Regions from separate parts of the Triticum aestivum genome. Here region 1 is linked to region 2. Evidence: chromatin contacts called from public Hi-C data. All regions are on one chromosome and are shown on one strand. The core of a region is the stretch at or near the end of the contact, and the rest is flanking DNA. Distances in the headings are between cores, read along the strand shown. Region 1 holds the start of LOC123180517 (transport inhibitor response 1-like protein Os05g0150500). Region 2 holds the start of LOC123180516 (double-stranded RNA-binding protein 2).

Region 1 (2,863 bases), core at 163-2,662, 170 kb before region 2:
TGTTGAAATAAACAAACACAATAATCACACATCAGACGCTTTCATGGATGCAAAAGTCATGTGTGCAACACTTTTGTTTTGCACAACAAAATCGCAACTGTCGCACGTACAATACCTCCTTGCCCGGTTTTAGTACGATGGAAAACCCATCGTCTGAACTTCGGTTTCACACGTGAATGATTTGATTTACCGTGTTGTTCAAGCATCAGATGAGAGCTATTGTATGACTCTACCAAAATAAATACGCACATACAGGTGTATCGTAATTAGTAAAGCATCACATGGATCACAACAAGAAAAAGATATAGATATATACCAAAAAAATCATGCTAGAAATCAACAATATATGACATGCCTAGCATACCATCAAATTTGATGTGAAAAGGAGCTTGTGATGATTTTTTTATTAATCTTAATATGAATGGTTAAATGCAACATTGGAAGAAGTATTGACCCTATATCATGGCTCCATGGTAAATTATGAAACATATGAGTTGCTAAAAGCAACTAATTTTGGGAAATAATCGTTCTGGCAGCTACCAATTTCATGGTCTTTTTTTTCGAAGCTCTGATTACTAGTATATGCGACAAGGTATGTTTGGTTTGTAAAAGCTTGTAAAACATCTATTCGCAGAAGAAAAAGCTTGTAAAACATCAAAAGTTTCCCTACAAAATTTATGCCGGCAATATCAAAGCGAGACTACTTCGCAGACGACTTCTTTGAACCGACTTCACAGACTACTTCAAACGACATGTGATCCAACGATCATTCTCCACTGAACACACATGATTGAAGGCTGGGTTGAGTTATCGTGCACAAATCGTTCAACTACTGTCGACGTTCACTTCAAAGGAACACCGTCGGCTGCAAACCACTGCGCACAGAATCCACAGCGTCCACGTCCCAAATCCCAAAAAAGCCCAAGCTGAAACAAGCGCCTCCATCCTACCATCAGTTCCATCACTGTTCATTCCCTCTCCATGCTCGCTCGCTCACCCCTATCTCAGCACAGAGCAGTAAAAACAGTTCTTTTCCCTCTCAAAACAAATAAATCTGAAACAATGAGAAATAAATCTGAAATACATTACAGAAAATAAAGAAAAAAATCTCCTCTCTCTAGAAAGAAAACAAAAGGACAACGACAGTACACACTCAGTCCTCTCTCTCTCACTGTCTATCTAAAGAAAATAAAATAAAAATCTCCTTCTCAAAAAAAAATGAAAATAGAAAAGCAGAGGGGGAGAGAGAGAGAGGTGAGGGTGAGGGGAGGGGACTCGGCTCCCCTGACGTACTGCAGGGTGCAGTTGGGTCACTGACAGGTGGGCCAACTTGCTTTCGGGCCCACCTGTCAGTGGCCCAACTGCACCCTGCAGTACGTCAGAGGAGCGAGAAGACCAGGGGGGAGAGCAGAGACAGAAGAGAGAGCCAGCAGCCTCTCTCTCCACCCCCTCCTCTCCAGATGCTCTCCCTGCCGCCGCCGCCTCCCCGCGCGCTCCACCGGCCCGCGCCAGCCGCCGGGTAGCCAGCCCGGGCCCTGCGACGGCCCGCGCCGCCCCGATGGGCCGCGGCGGTGCGCGCGACGGCGCCGCCCCGATGGGCCGCGGCGGTGCGCGCGACGGCGCCGCCGCCGCGCCGCCGTGGCACTCGCTCCCGGACGAGGTCCTGGAGCACGCCTTCTCCTTCCTCCCCGCCGCCGCCGACCGCGGCGCCGCGGCGGCCGTCTGCCACGGCTGGCTCGGGGCCGAGCGCCGCTCCCGGCGCCGCCTCGCCGTCGCCAACTGCTACGCCGCCGCCCCGCGCGACGCCGTCGACCGCTTCCCCTCCGTCCGCGCCGCCGAGGTCAAGGGCAAGCCCCACTTCGCCGACTTCGGGCTCGTCCCGCCCGCCTGGGGCGCCGAGGCCGCGCCCTGGGTCGCCGCCGCCGCCGACGGCTGGCCGCTGCTCGAGGAGCTCAGCTTCAAGCGCATGGTCGTCACCGACGAGTGCCTGGAGATGATCGCCTCCTCCTTCAGGAACTTCCAGGTCCTGCGCCTCGTCTCATGCGAGGGATTCAGCACCGCCGGCCTCGCCGCCATTACCGAAGGTTGCAGGTGAGGCCCCGACTTTGGCGGTCAAGCTTTGAGCTAAGACGGGAGATTTGGGTGCTTCTTTGCTCCCTTCTCTTGCAGATTTGAGCTTTGTTCGGTCATTCGAGCTTTCGGTTTTTGTGATCTAACCAGTTCTTGGTTCGGCCAAAATGATTACATTTTCTCTGGCTTTCCTCAAAATGGTTCAACGATTTTGAGCAAAACAACTGATTTTGTTGTGTGCGCTTCATTTGGTACTTCTTTGACATTGATGCAAGTTTCAGTCAAGATTTGATCTATTCCTAGTTTAAGCGTGAATGGATTTGATCTATTCAAAGGAGCTGCTATTGTTATTTCTCTCCTAATAAGCTCAAGTGTGTTCTTGTGCTAGTCAAACGAGTGTCATGTCTTTCAAAGCTTTGAACTGTGATTTGCAAACTAGCCTTCATCCTGTTCTTCAGAAGCTTTTGGCCCATGTTTGATTGCATTGTGTGAGCATGATCTCTCGTGAACGGATCTGTGGGATTGGCAGACGATATCTATCTATCTGTGTACCAATGATGGATGCATCCCTTTTTCTCTTTTTGCCAAAAGGATGGAATTATTTCTAGTTTAATTAAAACCAATCAGATGCGCCTTTACTTAAAAAAATGTATATCCCCACGTCATGAGCCTGAGGCACCGGATCTCGCTTGAATTGTTCTCCTTTCCATTTTCAGTTACCATCGCGTGTGTTTGTGGACTTGCCCTCCTGATTTGAGCTTCTAGATTCTAAAGAAACATGTCTTTAGCATGT
Region 2 (2,894 bases), core at 149-2,648:
TTCTGAAATCTTGCGTTGATGCTAAGAGAGCTCTTTCTGATCTTGGTCTTCGTTATGAGACAATTCATGTATTTAAGTATGACTGCGTTTTGTATTGGAGAGACCATGCCAACATCATTCATTGTCCCGAGTGTGGTACATCAAGGTGCAGACATGGTGATGGAAAGAAAAAGGTTCCTCACCAGATCTTTTGGTACTTTTCGATAATCCCCTGGTTACAAAGTTTTTTTTCTTCGGGGAAAATATGAGAGCACATCGGGTGGCACAAGGATATGAGGGTTGAAGAAGAAAAATGTCATGAGGCACCTTGCTAATGGCGAGGCATGGGAGGCCTTCGACGCGGAACATGAAGACTTTGTTGCGGGTCCCCGTAACTTGAAGTTAGGCTTTCCAACAGATGGATTCAATCCCTTTGGCCACATGAGTAGTGCATACAATATGTGGCATGTTTTTGTCATTCCATACAACTTCCCACCCTGGATGTGCATGGACCGATCTAATTTCATGATGACATTGTTGATCCGAGAAAAAAGTTACCAGGAAAGGATATTCATGTATAAATGCAACCAATGGTAAAGGATATGCAGAGCTTTGGGTTGGTGTGAAAATAGAAGATATACCCACGAAACAAGATTTCAATTTACTTGCGATGCTTATTTAGTCCATTCATGATTTCCCTGCATATAGCACCACTCAGGTCGGAGCACAAAAGGGTTATTATGCATGTGTGTATTGCGATGAGGATCCTTGCTATGAGAAACTGAAAAATAAATTTAGATATATTGGCCATCATCGATTCCTTTCTCTCAAACATGCTTTACGAAGAAAGAAAGCATCGTTTAATAATAAGACAGAGGATAGGACACCACCAAGGAAGTTCACAAGCAAAGAATTTGATTCGTACTTACAATGTGCTAAGGAGAAGTTCAAATTAGGTAAGTACCCAGGAAATCCATGTAGAAAGAGAAAGCGCGTGGATCATCCAACATGGCACCTGAAGGCGAGCTTATATGATTTGCCATATTGGAAGAATCTTATGTTACCTCACAACCTGAATGTTATGCACATTGAGAAGAACATGTGTGAGAGTATCATTGGTACACTTCTTGAATTTGAAGGTAGGAACAAGGATAGTACGAGGTGAACTTTCAGTTCGACTTATGTAATCGAATCTGAGTTTTTTTGAGTTGATCAATGGTCCGATCCCTCCGCGCAATTCTTTGAAATTTCGTATAATACTCGAGATCTTTTATTTTCTTTGTAAATATTTCAATGAAAGTGGAGCAATATTAATGGCCAACCAAACATGCCTTAATCAGCCACTCCACTATGCCTTAACGAAGCGACGTTAACCGCTGTTTTCCTCGTGGCCGGCAATAATGATCGCCGTTGCGTGCACATGACACACGGGCTCGGAAAAAAAAAAGGAGTAGGAGGAGTAGGATGCAGACGAAAAGCGCCGGAAAGCAACACGCCTCCCTTCCCAATCTCGCTGCTGATGGCCGCCGCCCGCTGCTGCAGCGCCGCCGCCCTAGCCTAATGGCGTAGCTGAGCCCACCCTCGCAGTCGCGGCCAAACCAAGCGACCACGCGGAGGCAACCGCTAACAGAAAGGAGAGATTTTTGTCGCGGCTGTCGGTGGTTCGTGTCTTCGCTGCCTTTTTCCCTTTCGCTTCCTCCGCGGTTGAGAGGGGTCGAGGATTCAAGGTGGAGGGAGAGTCGGCGGTTTCTCGTCGCAGGTTGGTCTGCTCATCTCTTGGTTTCGTGGGGCTTGGTTCGATCTGGGGTCGGGTTCCCGCCGATGTGGTTTGGTCGATCTCGCCGGCGCGGCGGGGCGGGGTTTCTTTCTTGGCTCCGGCGTCTCTCTAATTGGATACGATTAGGTTCTTAGCCAGTCCCAAATGTTTGGTCCATATCATTCCATGCGTTCTCTTTTCTCTTCCTCTGTGTCAGTTAATCAGAGGTTTCTGGATTTGTTACTCATTGGGTGCGATATCTTTCTTAGATTTACTGTGGCAGTGCATTAATTAGACGAGGCAGCGAGCTGAATCAGCTGCTCTTGTGTTTTTTTTAATGGGAATCAGCTGCTCTTGTTGTCCTTGCGTGCTTCATTGCCTCCCCTGCTCTGCTCTAGTACTACCAGTGAATCCTCATAAAAGTACCAATGAATCCTCTGAGGACTGCAGTTTATTGCTTCCAGTAGTCTTACTCATTGTTAGTATGGTTGCCTCTGCTAACGCCAGCATTATGTTTATTGCTTCCATTTGATCCGGGACTTATTTGTTCCTCTACAGGACTGGGAGTACAGCACTGGCTATTAATTATCTGAGACCTCTTCTTATCTACTGCAACAAGAGGGCATCAAAGCAAGGGTTAAGGCCAGAAGCAGCTCTTCTCAACTCTGAACATAGCTTCATACACTGCTTGATTGATACTTCCGCTTCGAAGGTATGCATTTCTTCACGCCGCTGTTCAATGTTTTCTCCAAATTTTCATATTGTTTAGGGGGTTGCTATGATGATCTTTGTCACCCCTTATGAGCCTGGCTCCAGTGGTGATGTAGTTTAGTGGGTCCAGCTTTGATTCTTGAGGTGGATGCAGGCATGTTCAAGAACCAGCTCCAGGAGCTTGCGCAGAGGAGCTGCTTCAACTTGCCGTCCTACGCGTGCATCCGCGAGGGGCCAGATCATGCGCCCCGGTTTAAGGCCACGGTTACTTTTAATGGGGAATCATTTGAGAGCCCGGGGTTCTATCCCACCTTGCGGCAGGCAGAGCATGCGGCAGCTGAGGTAGCGCTCAATGAGTTGTCGAAGAGGGGGCCTTCATCATCGCTTGCTGCAAAAGTCCTGGTCAGTTTTGTTGATGCCCCTAGATATTGCTTATACTGGCCACATT

What was found. A called contact is a pair of places that touch in the nucleus more often than the background predicts.
Region 1: a Hi-C map of leaf shows a contact between it and region 2, with 5 times the contacts expected there. The contact joins the promoter of LOC123180517 here to the promoter of LOC123180516 in region 2. A contact is called at or near these places in 2 of 5 Hi-C or Micro-C datasets (both in leaf).

Annotation. Positions count from the first base shown.
Region 1 is chr1D:90,259,591-90,262,453 of IWGSC CS RefSeq v2.1, reverse strand. It overlaps LOC123180517 (transport inhibitor response 1-like protein Os05g0150500), which reads left to right and starts at 1,412. Exons shown (of 3, transcript XM_044592582.1): 1 at 1,412-2,091. The coding sequence starts at 1,559.
Region 2 is chr1D:90,093,028-90,095,921 of IWGSC CS RefSeq v2.1, reverse strand. LOC123180516 (double-stranded RNA-binding protein 2) reads left to right here and starts at 1,398. Exons shown (of 5, transcript XM_044592581.1): 1 at 1,398-1,738; 2 at 2,294-2,447; 3 at 2,601-2,848. The coding sequence starts at 2,603.